2 separate regions of the Drosophila melanogaster genome follow, and region 2 is linked to region 1. Evidence: chromatin contacts called from public Hi-C data. All regions are on one chromosome and are shown on one strand. Each heading gives the region's core, a stretch centred on a gene start, on an enhancer-like site or on the middle of the called end of the contact. The rest is flanking DNA. Distances are from core to core; before and after follow the strand shown.

Region 1 (4,328 bases), core at 1,044-3,543:
TTATCTCAACATTTTAGCGATCGTTTCCCCTACTACAAGTCGAATGATGACCGCTGGAAGAACTCCGTTCGACATAATCTATCGATTAACCCACATTTTCGGAAGGGAGTTAAAGCGCCCCAAGGAGCCGGTCACCTGTGGGCCATTTCCAGCGGAGATTCCGCCGAGAATGTTCTGGCCTGGGAGCATGTAAGTGGATATCCATCAGGCAACCGCATACAACTAACTATTAATCCCATTGCATTTGCAGAAGAAGCAGCGGCTGGATTTGTTCTTCAAAATGGAGTCGATTAACCGTGAGCGTATACAGCAGCATCAGCAACAGCAGCAACTGCAGCAGCATCAGCAGCAACACCAGCAGCACTCGCCGCAGCAGAAACAACATTCGGCGGCACAGCAGCAACATATGCCACAGGCCAGTAGCTGCATGTACGATGAGGCGGCGGTGGCAGTTGCTACTCTCACCCAGGAAATGATGCAGACTAACAGCGGCGGTGGCAGCACTGAGACAAGCCAGCAGCAGCAGCAGCAGCAGCAGCATCACCACCACCACAGCCACCAGAATCACCAAAATCACAATCAACACCACCAAAGACTGCTGCCCTTCAACGATCTGTTGAGCGACGATGAGCTGCGAAAGACGGCGGGTCAAATACTGAATGGCATCCATCGCGAGGTGGAAGTACAGTCGGTCAACTCTATCATCAGCACCTACCACGATGTCCTGTTGGATAATGGTGAGTTAACACTAATCTTGTTCATACTTATCCCATGATTATTCAATGAACTCTCATCTTGTCTTTCAATCCTATTCAAAGACTATTTGAATCCCATACACAAGGACGTGGTTGTTACGGAAAGTGTCCTACGGCAGCAGCATGGCACCAACTTGGGCGGAGGCAATAACAACCAAAATAACCAAATGGGCGGCAATAGCCACATGGGTGGCGGCAACTCGCAGTACTACATCACCGAAATTGATCCCATGGAGCTCGGCATTCAGATGTCGCACCAAGTGGAGCCCTCCGAGGAGGAAGTACTCTTCAGCGACGAGTTCAACCTTAACTACTTTGGCTATAATCCGGGTAGCGATATCGTCGCTTGACCGCGCAGACAACAGACTCCAGTTTCAGCTCCTCCAGCTCCCGCTCAGCCAAGCAATTGAATTACCCATATATATATATATATATATATATATATATACATATATGCATACTTGTATATATATTGCTCGATCTTGCTCCATTCCATGACAACAATCGTAATTGTAGCCGATCTACTCATAAGCCAACTCTAAACAAATACTAGTCACACTTGAACAACACTTACATGTAACCACCTAAATCAAACCCTACTTACCGTTTACCATTTAGACCATATGTATAGTCTAGTCTTCAGTGTACCAAAAACACACCTAATCCTTATTTTTTTTTGTCTATACTTTAGTTGAATATTTAGCCGATAAGTAGCTTTCTAGCCCTAAGTACTTATTCGTATATCTGCTCAAGTATCTATTTGCAGAGATTACATACATAGATCTTGCTCCTCTTCGAATTTAGTTAAGTGTTTTTACATGTAGCTGAATATTCGTGAATACTACCAGGCAGAATGATATCCACTCCACTAAGATGTTAACAAAAATTGGAGTTATAGAGCAGTCGAAGTAGTACTAATCCTATGAGTTGGGGAAAGTGTTTATAGTTTCCCTTACCCAAGTCCGTAGAACTAATGGCACCTAACTGGTTTTTTTCATTATGGCAAAATATACCTTTTTTTTATTAAAACCATTTGAAAAACAATTTTTTCGGATTACAAATTGAAAGGCTAAAAAGGTAGAAAGCCACATTTGGGTACATTTCATTTACTTCCGCCGCCGAAAAAGTGTTTGGAGAACTGAACGGTTACACTATCAGCGGTAAAGTCTCCAAGTGGGTTTGAGCCTTGGCTAAAGCAAGTGGCCGATCTCTCCGCTGGTTGATGTTTTTACCGAATGCTCATTGCGTTTCTCCACAATCGCGAAAAAGTGTTTGGAGAACTGAACGGTTACACTATCAGCGGTAAAGTCTCCAAGTGGGTTTGAGTCTTGGCTAAAGCAAGTGCCCGATCTCTCCGCTGGTTGATGTCTTTACCGAATGCTCATTGCGTTTCTCCACCATCGCGTTTCTCCACCATCGCGATTCTTCACCATTTCGTCTCTCCACCATCTCGTCTCTCCACCATCGCTGATCTCCACTGCTTTTTCAATCAGTCGTTCTTTGCTCTCGAAACCGAACGGACGTACCGATTTGCTGGCGGTTTGTTTTGATTCATAGCGGCTGCCCTGACTTTGTTTGCATTTGCTGACAGTGTCTTTGCATTTGCATTTGCGCAGTTGCCACACAGTTGTGTTTTTGTTGACGTGCGCGTGTGTCTTTGATAGTTTGTTTGTCTTTGCGAGGCCAAACCACTAGTTGCTGGATGGCTTTTGCCTGTTTTGCCAAAAAAAAAAAAACCAAACCGCGATTGCAAACCTGAATAATGAAGATGAAGATGAAAAATAAATAGTGGCCGAGTTGAGTTTGTTTTTGTGTGTTTGCTGAGTTTTTTGAGTTTTTGTTCAAGTGAAAGCGTGTGAAAAGTGGCCAACTCTCGGTCCAAAGCCCTCTCGCACTCTCTTTTGGCTCTCTTTTGGCAAGGGAATTTATAATATACAATAAACTCAAGACCAGACATCCACCGATATCCAGCGATATCCAGCGATATCCATATCCTGCCTTGCGGCCAGCCGAAAACTTCCGGTCAACATGCAACCGCAATTGTTGCATAGCCGCAGCCTCCGCCCTTCATTGCCACGATCTCCATCATCATATTAGCCACAGGTGTAGCCAGGTAAGTGAAAACCTATACCTATACCAAATCGCCATAACCATGCCGGGTTATGACATCCAGCTAATCTGATTAGGTTTGGGGGGGGAGTAGTTGATATCTGAGATTCGAGATTGGAGGCACTGTGCGCTGGGAATCCATCAATCATTTACTCAATCGCTGATCCGCCTGGGAAGTGATTTTCTACGGTTTGCCAGGGAAAAGAGAATCCCCAAGGAAAGAAAATGACTTCTAGACAGGCGTCATTTGACCGGTGATCAGGGTTTCCCGTCAAAGGTGAAACAAATTTTCCGCATGCCATTGAAAACTTGCTGTTCGAAGACCGGAAACAGAAACTTTAAAAATGGGTTTCCTTTAAAATGATTTACATTATTAGCAGTATTAATCATCGAGTTACTTTAGTTAGGCCGAATTTCGACACCGATACTAAAGATCTTTTATGAAAACCTTCAGATGCACAAAAACCGAAAACAGATTCATGGCTTCTGAAGGTCTGTACACAGCGATTCTCTCCGCCAATTTTGCCGGGCTCTTTTTATTTTGGATTGTTCTGGTTTCACATTTTTGGCAAACGTTTTTTATAATGTTTGTTGCTCCGGCTTCTTTGGCTGTCATTTCATTCGGAGACAAGTAGTTGGGGCTTTCTGGGTCAGTATTATATACTAATGTATGTACATACATTCGTGATGGTCGCGTTTTTTTTTTTTGATGTTTCAAGAGTAACTGATTGATGGCAAAGTTTTTGCTTGAGTTATCAAAGTTTTTGAATGTTTGCTAAAAAAAAAATAGGTTTCGTACTAAACTAGTTTTTGGGAAAACCGGCCAACGCCAAAGTTTCCCACTTCGCATTTTTTTTCCTGTCCCCAATTGCGTAAAATTTGCGTAGCTGCCGCCTGTGATATTTTCTGAATTCGTTCGATTTTCACCTGCCTCGGCAACGCCGTCAGGTGCGTAGCTCCGATCAGGTAATCGATGCGTTCGTTCGCATTTGCAAAATGTTGTACCGTTAAGTGTTGTCGCCGCCAAAAGATTGTTAATTGCCGCGGTAGTCGCCAAACCCGTAGTTTCGTCGACTTTGGGGAGCTAAGGGGCATAGTCTGCGAGCTGCCGTGTAATTAAAAACCATCAGCGATCATCGTAGGTTGCTTGCCAACTTCTCATGGCGGAGCAAAAAGAACAAAAATCAAGTAAGATCGATATGGTCGAGTGCTTGGACTGTGGTGGATATACAGAAATAATTTTCTTGGGTTTTCCTTTTTATTTTTCAATTTTTAAACTGAACTCTATAATATGTACATACACATTACATTGTTTTTATAAGGACTACAAACTTTCTACTGAATGAAAACATATGCAAAAGTTTGTGGATAGTGCGAGTAAAGAAAAAATTCCTTGTACAAAGAAAAATTTGCCATAAACTATTTTGAATTGGAGCCACAAGTAAGACACATGCACACACATAC
Region 2 (4,328 bases), core at 1,157-3,656, 170 kb after region 1:
TGCAAGTTGTATGGTTGCTAACATAACAGCATAATCAGTGCAGTGTTGTGCAGTGTAGTGTAGTAAAGTATAGTGATGGGTAACAGCGGTCCGGTTCCTTTCCCTTGCTTTTCATTCGGATATCTGCTCCAGTCACACGGGTCTGTCCGTCCGTCCGCCTGTCCGTCCATCCGTCCGTCCGCCTGTCTGGTGTCTTCCGTTACGTTACGTTACGTTTGTCACGCTGCCTTTTGTCCGCCCAACGCCCACATACCGCCCCGCTTCACACCGAGAATGACAACCGCTTCTCCTTGCCTTGCCATAATGAATTTCAACGAGAGCTGCGAACTGCAAAGTGCCAGCGCAAAGTGACAGCCAAACGAGCAATCCACTGAAGCACATACACATACAGCAGAGGTCGAGAAAATAGCAGTCGAATTTTTCAGTTGTACTTAAATATGCCTTTTGCTATGATCATCATATGCGCATAAGCTTTCTAGAATAGGTTGCAACATACGGTTAATCGCTCAAAAAATGTATTTTTATTATAATATATTTAATATATTGATTAATAATATATTTATTATAATAATATACATAAATATGTTAACATTAACTAATACCGAAACCATTTCAAGACGAAAATATTTAAGCAATGCTAATAACTTGGCCGCTACTGTGTATATCCAGGTATAAATCAACTTGCTCTGTACGTGTGTGCATAGGTGTGAAATATTTTTCGGGTTCAAATGATGGTAAACATGGAGACATGGCATTTGTGCAATCCGCACAACACCCCCAAAAATGCCATATCCCCCAAACAAAAGCAACTCCCAATTGCAGACTCCAACTCGAACGAAAGGCTCCAATTGGAATTGTAGCGACAGTGGGCGGGCCGGTGGGTGGTGAGTGGCGCTGTGATGTATTCATGGCCTTGACGTTAACGGAGTGACAAAGTTCGCACCCTTCACTGCAGATGAGAGTGCGAAAGCAGCCGAGAAAAATAATGGCAAAGTGCCAAGCAATGCGAACATCGAATGCTCTTCATTGAAATTGAAATATAGAAATATTGAAATAGTTGTTTCAACTAGTTTAAATCCATTTCAAGCTGTGTGCTTATAGAGGTATGTTATAATTCCGAATATATTGGTAAATGACTATGACTCTAAATAGGCTAAAAACTGGCAATAATTATTAAATTGTCTACCTTGGCTGCTTTTTAAGTTTTTTTTAGACGAATTGCACAGCCCAGCTAATATACCCCACATGAGTTTAAATCTGCGAAAAGCAATAAAAACAGCCACCTTCGAAAATTCGCACGCTTTTTTGTGTGTGTGTGTGTGTGTGTTGGTTGTACTGCCCTCTCAACAACATTTTTTTTTAAGGGGGTCATAACCAAAGCCAGAATCCTTAGGATTCCTTAGTGCGCCATTTGGTGCACTGCGAAGGTGAGTTACTTTTCAATTTGGTTGGCCGCTAAACGATGATGTTCTGTTTAAAATGGTGTCCTTAGATTCGAGTTTGTCATAAAACTTCGGAACGGAGAAATGGTAAATCCGTTTAATAAGTAGTGGAATTTGTCATAAAACATAAAACCGATTCTATGAAATTTTTTGGAAATGTAGCTTGCATTTCCTGATCAGCAAAAGGGACAGCATTTATATATTTGGATGAATTTCTACCAAAAATAGTACGAATGTGGTTAATTATGCCAAGGACCAAATTAGTTGATTGGGTGATGGATATGCAAATATTCAGTCGAGTGAATAGCTGCATCCCCAACTGTATCCGATGGGGAGGCCAATCATTTCAAGTTCTTTTTTTCCCGCAGTTCAAGTTGCCAGACAAGCAGGATCCATTCCACCTCCTGAGCTGAGTGCATATGTGTGTGTGTGTGTGTGGGTGTGTTATCCTTACAGTCCTGGTTTCCATCTGCCGACTGCATTTCGCATTTCCATCTCCATTTCCATTTCTGCCACTTGAGCTGCATCGCCATCAGTGTTATCCACATTCGCTTGTTGGTTTTTCCAGCTGCTTAACAATTTTTCGTTTCTTTTCCAGCTTTCGCCCGACGAGCCCCTCTCCCATAGCCATTATCCTGACAGGCTTTTGTTGATTTCTAGCTGACTGGGTCCCCAGTTCGTTTCTCTTTTCGTTCCTCCTTCACTTCTTTTTTTTGGCCCCTCGGCTACCTTCTTTTTTCCTGCCGTTTTTTTTTTTGCTTTATTTGTGCCTGTGCGTGTGTGTTGTGTTTTTTTTTTGTCATTCACACAAACATATCCTGCGGCACTGAAAGAGAGAGAGAAGGACGAGAGCAAGAGGGATCTGCAAAGTCCCGACTTTGGCGAATGTGTGTGTGCCTCGATTCTGATTGGACACATCAGTGCGACACCCACACACATGCGACACCCACCCACATACACACAGACACACACTCACGCAAATACATATATCCTGGCCATTCGGAGGCTCCACCCACATCGGTATAGGTCTTGCCTTTATGTACAACTCACGCGTTCGGTATATAGGATCCACACCCCCTCGGCAAGTGAGGGGTTAAGGGGTGTCCTTCCGCTATGACGTGTGTGTGTGTGTGTGTGGAATCGTGGTAGGTGCTCCTCCTCCATACCACCATCCTGCAGCCCAATAGAACAGATAAATCGATGCCGTTTTCGGGCTTTAGCTGCCATCATCATCATCATCATCATCGCACTACATATATGTATGTAGTTTTTGTTTTCACATCCATGCGGTTGATTTGTAGCCAACGAATATAATCAAAAGCACATAATGAAATTAAACATATAACATGCGGTCATGGCATGCCATTTTGTTTTAATTAAAGTTGCAAACTTTTCCTCTTTGTCACAAAAGCCTTTCAGATATGAAGAGTTTGACTAATAAACGAAGGTATTTCATTCGTTTCAAAATAGATGAAATTGGTCTATCTATTGCATTAAACATAAAGTGTATTAAACACTTTTTTCCACCAGTAAACAATGAATGGAATGAGGTTACTTTACTTGCAGCTAAGTTTACGGCAGGATTCGTCATATTCTTACAAGAGGTTTTTCGAGTACTCCTTGTTGGCTGGCAGATCCATAATGAGTAGGATGGCCGCTGATGGCTGCCTTATGGATTACATTTCCTTCTTTGTCTTTGAGGGATGCCGCTGTGGGGGATATTGGGAGCACTAAGACTAATTTGGCATTCCGCTGGCAAACGCTGGCAAGTGGAGCACGAACACACAAAAACACACGGAGCATTCGGCACGAACCGAACTTAATGCGATCATGCACCAGAAGCCCAAGGTGCGATTTTGGACTAAGGAAACTCGACTGACTGGTGACTGGTAACTGGTAACTGGTAACTGGGATCTGGGATTGCCTTGGCCCCTCGGTTGCTGCCGATAATCCTGGTGAAAACTTGAAAAGAGCAAAAGGAAATGATTTCATTACCAGACACGTCCAGCTGCACTTTGAGAAACTAGAGTAGCAAAGGCTACTCCAATTGCGAAATGTGTGACCATGGTTGTTTCGCACACTCTATACATCTGAGGAACTACGAGCATGTTCTGAATGCATTACATGTATATTTCCATTTGTTTTTCTTCGAGTGCATCATTGCGAAGGGCGAAGTGTGTGCGAAAAGTCTTAGAACTGGGCGGCACGTACGCTTTTATTAAGCCCGTTGCGAGCTTAGCGGCATTGATTACCAATTCAGCGGTCATCTAATCACGGACGGAACGGCGGTCGCCACCGGAACGTGCCGCCTCCATCTCCGGCTCCATTGAGTGTATATCCTTACCGCTACTACCTGGCCCGATGGCAGCTAATTAAAACGCACTAAAGCGGCTGCAAAATGTCTTGTTGAGGGGGGGAGTTGGGGGGGGGGTTGGATGGAAAGAGGCAGAGAGCTGCGGCGTGTTGTGGCATACAAAGGCCAAAACTGTTTCAAATTTCGTCGGGGATGGGATGCGAAATGGGAATGGGTAGCAGCAGGGTGGTAGATAGTCGTCACACTACCCATGCGCGAATTATGAGCCATAATTTGTGTTAGCGCCAAGTGTCGCCCATCCCCAACACCACCACTCCCCCCTCTCCCCCCCCCTGTCAGCTGGCTGGAGAAGCGCAATCCAAATCCCCGATCCGAGCTCCTTTTTGGATGCGCGAGCAGCGAGGAGCGACAAATGCGGCGGCAATTTAGTTAATTGCCTGCAATTATCCTAATGAGCGCCTTGCCTTTAGCCGATGTCGCCGCCGCTGCCGCACCCGCCCCCCCTAAGACCTCCAACCCCCCCCTCCCCGCAAATCCCTCACCCATCCAATCGCTCGTATATCTTCCCCAAG

What was found. A called contact is a pair of places that touch in the nucleus more often than the background predicts.
Region 2: a contact with region 1 is called in a Hi-C map of the Kc167 cell line, with 1.5 times the contacts expected there. The contact joins the enhancer-like site here to the promoter of ec in region 1. A contact is called at or near these places in 3 of 107 Hi-C or Micro-C datasets (the Kc167 cell line and larval central nervous system).

What each region holds. Positions count from the first base shown.
Region 1 is chrX:3,809,405-3,813,732 of dm6, forward strand. It overlaps ec (echinus), which reads left to right and starts at 2,294. Exons shown (of 6, transcript NM_130722.4): 1 at 2,294-2,868. fd3F (forkhead domain 3F) reads left to right here. Exons shown (of 5, transcript NM_166991.3): 3 at 18-189; 4 at 251-737; 5 at 819-1,636. The coding sequence ends at 1,105.
Region 2 is chrX:3,980,770-3,985,097 of dm6, forward strand. No RefSeq gene overlaps it. Among named protein-coding and RNA genes, the nearest start is that of CG6414, 12 kb to the left of the region's middle. Within about 2 kb of position 2,407, at least 6 of the 39 cell types and tissues checked have an H3K27ac peak or open chromatin away from gene starts, as enhancers often do.